Regions from separate parts of the Mus musculus genome. Here region 2 is linked to region 1. A link is a contact called in public HiChIP or PLAC-seq data. All regions are on one chromosome and are shown on one strand. Each heading gives the region's core, a stretch centred on a gene start, on an enhancer-like site or on the middle of the called end of the contact. The rest is flanking DNA. Distances are from core to core; before and after follow the strand shown. Region 1 overlaps Vav2 (vav 2 oncogene). Region 2 overlaps Rxra (retinoid X receptor alpha).

Region 1 (3,125 bases), core at 511-3,010:
TGACATGGGGCCCTGGTGCTCTGTGTGCCTCAGGGAGGTGACGTGGGAACCTGCCCTCACATGTGCCCTAGGGAAGTGATGTGGCTACCACTGTTCACTTGTGCCCCAGGGAGGTAGTATGGGCTCTGATGGAAGTACACTGGGTGACTTTTGACTGGATTTTCTCTCTGGACTGAGAATCCAGAGGAACCTGTTGGCGTGTCCACTGTCTTCCTGGGGACCCTAGGGCATGACCCCCCTCAGTTTATCCAGAGTTCTGTAGCGTGGGGTGTTGTCTGGTGTCCCAGTTCCACAGAAGTAGTGCTGAGACTGCACCACTTGTAGAACTATACTGGGCTGGTATCCTTGTAGTAACTGGTGGGACAGACTGGAAGGGGACCTCAAGGCCACCAAGGCTATTCTGGTACCCAGTTCTTGGGTCCTGAGCCTGACTCCAGTGGGTGCTAGAAGTGTCTTTTAGATGTGTCTGGACCTTGTATCAGGGACCAGAGTATGCTGAGGATTCTCCAGCTGTGATGTCTTTGGGAATATTCCAGGATTGCTTTAAGGGATGTGCCATCCATGTTCATAGGATCAGATCCAATGACAGCATCTCCTGGCCCAGTCCGAGGAGGCTGCTTGCAGATGTCTGCCTCTGGGCATGCTGCAGACCATGCCTCATACTTCAGCCAGTCTCTACAAAGCTGGAGGTCTGGGAATGCCAGGATGCTCCTGTAAACTGGTCCCAGTTGTTGTGTTTCACTAGTGAATGGAAGCTCTGTGATCACTTCAGGGACTTAGATTTGAGGAGGACCAGCCTATACTTCCAACGTAGAAATAGAAGGGGAGAGCAGGACCTGACCCCAGTACCCAGCAGCTGCTCTGCAGTTGGCCCTGAAGAAGAGGATGCCTCTCTGACCTCCACTCCTCCCTGCCCCTCCCTGCTAAGTTGTAGATACCTTTGAAGAGGGGACTCTGCACACACAAGTCTTGTTTTTGTTCTCAGCTGAACAGGGAGCCCTTATAGACCCTACAGAGTCCATCCCTGAGATGTGTTCTGTCTTGAGGGAATCTATTCTTTGCCTTCTAGTTTTTTTGTTTTTTTGTTTTTTCTTTCCATGTGTGCATGTGATGTGTGTTTGTGGTTGCCTGTGCACGCACGTGGAGGTCTGAGGTTGATAGAGAGCTCACCAGTATGGCTAGTTTCACTAACCACCTTGATCTAGAGATCCCATCTCTGCCTTTTGAGGCTAGGATTGCAGACTGGCCAACCACCTGGTGTGTGCGTAGTCTCCAGGGATCTAAACTTTAGGCCTCAGGTTTGCAGGGCAAATTCTTCACCCCAAGCCATCTCTATAGTCCCTGGGAGTTTTTCAATTCTAGTGCACATCTGTGCATGTTCTATGTGCAAGCATGCAGTGTGTGCTTGAGTGCGGTGTATATGTACTTGGTGTGGAGGGCCAGAGGACAACCACAGGTCTCTCCCTCTTTTGAGACAGGCTCTCGTGTCTGAGCTCGCTCATTCCGCTAGGCTGGCAGGTCTGCCACTGAGGCCTAGGGATCTTCCTGCCCACTCCATGCTGGAATCACAAGTATATTCCTACAGACTTAACATTTCCCCCACGGGTTCTGGGGATCGATGGCAGGTCCTTGTGCTTGCAAGGCAAGCACTTTGCTGATTTTCGAGTTCCTTTCCCACTGATTTAAAATGTCAGCATTCTCTTTTCCCGTTTTCTGTGCTAAGTATTTTGTCTGTATTCACAATGCTGATGTGTGGTTTGCTGGAGGCTTTCAGAGCTTTTCTTACTTTGGGGCACTTTCCTTTTTGAGACTGTGTCTCACTGTGTAGCCCTGGCTGACCTGGAGCTTGCCATGTAGACCAGGCTGACCTCTAACAGATCCACTTGCCTCTTTTGCATGTGTGGGCAGACCGTCACCCCTCCTTTCTGTACCTCTGCTTTGGAGGAGGGTAACATTGCTGCTCTCTGCTCTTTGCCAGGCTTTGATGGTCCTCTAAGGAAATGTAGGTTGTTGGTTACAATGTGTCAGTGGCCGAGGTTTTATTGAGTGGTGTTCTGCTCAAATCCCTTACAGGGGGGCTGGAGAGAGAGAGAGAGTTCAGTGGTTAAGAGCGCTTGCTGCTCTTGCAGAGGACTCCAATCTATAACTCCAGTTCCCTTTAACCCATCTTTTGGGGGGCTAGAGAGCTGGTTTAATGCTTAAGAACTTTATTATTATTTTTTAAAGATTTATTTATTTATTTATTTATTTATTCATTCATTCATTTATTTATTGTAAGTACATTGTAGCTGTCTTCAGACATGCCAGAAGAAGGCATCATATCTCATTAAGGATGGTTGTGAGCCACCATGTGGTTGCTGGGATTTGAACACAGGACCTTTGGAAGAGCAGTTGATGCTCTTAACCCCTGAGCCATCTCTCCAGCTCCGCTTAAGAACTTTTTCTTCTCTGGAATTCCAGAGGACTCAAGTTCAGTTCCTAGTACCCGAGTTGGGTGGCTCACAAGAACCTATAATTCCAGCTTCAGGGGATCTCTGGGCTTTGCAGCCACTCAGACAAATACATAGCCATAACGAGAAATGAAGATCTGTCTTGATGGAGAGATGGCCCGGTGATTAAGGATGGGTACTGTTGTTTGGCTTGGTTCCCAGTTCCGAAGTTGGATGACTCACAATCACTTGTAATTCTAGTTCCAGGGGAGTTTGAAGCTCTCTTTTGGACTGTGTAGACACCTGTACTCACATGTGCATATACCCCACACACAGAAAAATATATCTACATGTAGTTAAAAATAAATCTGAAAAAAGACAAGTGAATACTTAAGAAAAGAAAAGGTCAGGTGTGGCGGTGCACACCTTTAATCCCAGTCTCCCAAGGGCTGAGGCAAGAGGATCTCTGCTAGTTTAGGGCCAGCCTGGTCTACAGAGTGAGGTTCTCTCTCAAAACGAAACACACAAAACCCCAGAGATGGTGGAAATCAGATTTGTGTTCTAGAGAAGGGCTGTGTCCAGCCTGTCTGTCACTGGCCCATCTGACCTTGCTGGACAGGTGACCATGGTTCTCCTTACTTCTCCCTCCTGACCATTCGTGTCCCCTCTGTAGTGACAGGGGCACTCACAGCCTTA
Region 2 (3,540 bases), core at 528-3,027, 350 kb before region 1:
AAGTGCTGGAGAACTCTCTAACAGGAATAGCTGCTAAGATATATGAGGAACACAGCCATATCTATGTAGATCATACATGGCCTAAGACCTAACCAGTGCCTACACCCATGACATAGCCAGGGAAGCCCATCCCTAGCAGGCCGCTCAGTTGGGCTCTTCTCTGTCAGGCACTACCTGGACCAAGCCCAGCCATAGGTCCTCTGACAATGAGCAGCGTAGTACTGGAGCAGACCGGTGAGCACTATGGCCACTCTGAGGAGGCAGAACAAACAGCAGGACCAGTTCTTCTGCAGTCAGTTCTTTAACAGGGTGACATGACATCACATAGGTGGCTTTGGGTCAGCCATGGTGGTGTTCACGCCATGAGAACTAAAAAGGCTGATGTGAACAGCCATGGCCACCATACACTGACTAGCATAACACATCCCTCACGGGTGGCGGAGGGGTAAACATGTGACCTAAAGACCCCACCTCTTACCCCTCAAGCAGACCCACTGTTCCAGGGAAGCATGGGGTCGACTTGCTTTCACCCTTGCCTCTCATCCTCCTCCTTTCAGTCCAACGAATCCAACCCCTCCCTCCCCAGGCTCAGGGCACACCCCCCACCCAGACCTCAACTTCCGTCCTACCACAGGCAGCCAGGCTAAGCACAGTGGACAGACCGAGCTCCTGTAGGCTAGACTTAGCCACAATGTTGCAGTGATTGTCCCTCTTCCTCCACCTGACATACTGATGGAGCCTCAGCACAAGGATCAAAGGCCTAGTCTGGGCCTCAGGGCAGAGGAGAGAGAAGGACCCTGAGAGCACCCACTAAGTACCACACCTGACATCAGACACTTTGCCTGGCTCCCCGGTAGACTTACCTCTCCCTGAACAGTGCCTACCTAAAGTCAATGTCCTTGTGGGCCCCACATACAGAAGGCCACATGACCATCAGCCATCAGGGCCCATCTGGTCCTGCCTGGTTGATCCCACATGGTCAATCTCTCTGGGTTTTCCCATCAAGGGTACCTTCTCCAAGAAGTCCTTCCTGATCCTCTTGGAAGACCCAGCTAGCCTCGAGATTGAAGACCATTTGGCAAACTGGGCCCATTTATCAGTAGCCACTAAGGTCTGGTCTCATGAACACTGCCCCAAAGGAGACTCCTTACTTCCTGTGACCACACAGCCCTGTCCAACCACATCTCAAGCAGGCTCCTACCTGGCTCCATCAAGTAGCTACAGGCAAGCCTTGGCCTGTCAGCCTGAGCCTCTCAGCTGCAGCCAACCCTGCCACCCCCACTTCAGGATCCAAGTGACTCACAGGGCCAGCACACCGCCTCTGGCCCACACCACAGGTATCCATGGAACACTCACCTGCCCGGGCTTGCTGCCGGTAGGCAGCAGCAGTGCCAAAGCCAAGCTTGGTCCACTGAGAGGCAAGACAGGAGATGGGAACCAGGATGCCCTGAACTCCACCCGGCCATCCAGTCACACAGACAGACAGAGGCTTCAGAAAAGGATTCCTGAAGGTCATTTTCAGGTAGGCTGGGGGCAAGGGGGAAAACACAACAGACAACTACGCACAGCACGACACTACATGCCCATGGACAGACCAAGAGAGCCGTAGTCCTGACTCTGAAGCTGAACAGCCTATGAGAACCACAGACCTTCCAGTGCCCAGAGGACATGGCCCTGAGGTGATGGAGTCTGCTCTGCATGCCTGTAGGCCTAGGGAACCTCCAACCTAGATCAAGGGAGATGCCGGCCCTCCCGCTGTGAGAGTCCAGCAAGTTTTGAGACTGAGGAAGCTCATATTGCTTCCCACAGTAGGGCAAGGCTGGCGTGCAGTCTAGCATAGGCCACAGGGAGGGAAGGCCCAGCAAGAGTTCCACTTTTGACCAGCCAGGGCCTGGTGTCCTTCCACTGAGACTGAGAAACCAAGATGTCCTGTATGTCTCCCAGGAATAAGGGAGGCTAGGGACACAGTGAACCCTAGCTGTACAAGTAGCATCTGTAACCCAGAACCAGACACTGGCTCAGACCGGTGGGGGCTGCTCCCATCCCAGGGCCCAGTCATAGACCCCACAGATGGCAGAGTGAAGCACACCCTCTCACAGTACCTCAAAGTACCTCAGCCCTGGCCTGAGAACCCACTGAGCAGCCTGCTTCCTCTCACACTGGTCACTGCTCACAGTCCCATTTATCTTCCAACATCATGCTAAGATGACTAGACTTTTGCCCAGAGTTATAGGTACAATTAAGGTGGGCTCAGGATTCTGCAACCCTGGGAATATCCAGGACATGGAACAGACTCCTGAGGTGTGGGGGCTACTCTCATCCAATCCTATGAAGGAGCATAGGGTGCAATCTGAAGGAGAAATCAAAGGGAAGAAGTGAGATGGGACACAACCAAGCAAAGACAAGCAGGCCCAACAGGGGACAACATGACATCAGTCCTGCTGTGCAGAGGTGTGGCCAAGGTGGAAGGGCCCTCAGGCTGGGCTGAGGGATCTGGATGGAAGTCACAGAACTAAGCCAGCAGGCAGGTGACCTGGCTGAGTTGCATCTGCTAGCCAGTGGACAGATGCAGAAAAGACACATGAGGACAAATGAGAGACTCTGTCCTCACCTGGACATAAAGCAGGGCCTCTCTCTGGCCAGGACGTGGGCAGAGAGCAGGATAATCTGACTTGAGGAAACAACAAAATCACAGCCAGGATCCCTCTAAGCAAAAGGCCACAGCCAGGCTGGGAGGACTCTGGAGGCAGGGTGTAAGATGGCATCTTGGAGCCTGTGGCTTGTGGACTCCTACTTATCAAATGTTGCATAGAGCCAACGCCCCCTCTCTGTGGCCAGGTCCACTGAGCTTGGTGACCTACCATCTGAAGACCAACTTAATGGTAAGGGCTATTGCCGTGGTTCTTGTGACCCACAGGAATTTGGAAATGGGGGCCAAGGCCTGTTTTCTGGGCACACTGGAGTTTAGCTCTTACTAAGGTGGCAAACATTCATGTCCCTAAAACCCACGGGGCCACAGGCCTAGGCCACTTCTCCCTGTTCCACTTCTGAACACAGGAAGTGTAAGTGGAGAATCCAGGAGTAGGGCCCTGCACATAACACACCACAGCTGTCTGGGCTTCCAGATGCTGGGTTCATTGGAAAGCATGCACCACTATCCCTGAGATGACAAGTCCTCAGTACTCCGTTGGATGGCCAGGCGCTCCTGAAAGGGCCTCACCAGCTCTCCTCCCCGGCCTGGCCCTGAACCAGGATTCCTGCTGGGTTTGCTTCTAATCCCATCAAAGTCATTGAAAGCCTGCTCCCCGCCCTCAGCCCCGCCCTGGCCCGTGCAGCCACCTCTCCCGAGGGTAGCAGCTTACATAGGCCTAGCCTGCACCAATGCCAAGCTGCACGCCAGGGCTTCCGCCAGCCTGGGTGGCCAGTGCCACCTCCAACTCAACTCAAATCAGCACCAGACCCTTCTCCCGTACAGGAAGGCTCTTCACTGGAGAATCTGACAAAGTTCAACACATCTGTGAAACACCCTGATACTTTACT

Evidence for each region. HiChIP or PLAC-seq counts read pairs in DNA pulled down with a chosen protein or histone mark.
Region 2: an H3K27ac HiChIP or PLAC-seq map of microglia shows a contact between it and region 1, with 4 times the contacts expected there. The contact joins two enhancer-like sites. A contact is called at or near these places in 2 of 115 datasets of contacts at active chromatin or transcription factors (large pre-B cells and microglia) and 1 of 9 other capture datasets (pancreatic islet).

What each region holds. Positions count from the first base shown.
Region 1 is chr2:27,365,011-27,368,135 of GRCm38.p6, reverse strand. The region is part of intron 2 of Vav2 (vav 2 oncogene); the gene reads left to right. Among named protein-coding and RNA genes, the nearest start is that of Vav2, 61 kb to the left of the region's middle. Within about 2 kb of position 1,760, at least 9 of the 459 cell types and tissues checked have an H3K27ac peak or open chromatin away from gene starts, as enhancers often do. A contact at or near this core is called in microglia, where this site is marked.
Region 2 is chr2:27,719,553-27,723,092 of GRCm38.p6, reverse strand. All of the region lies in intron 1 of Rxra (retinoid X receptor alpha), which reads right to left. Among named protein-coding and RNA genes, the nearest start is that of Rxra, 44 kb to the right of the region's middle. Within about 2 kb of position 1,777, at least 22 of the 459 cell types and tissues checked have an H3K27ac peak or open chromatin away from gene starts, as enhancers often do. A contact at or near this core is called in microglia, where this site is marked.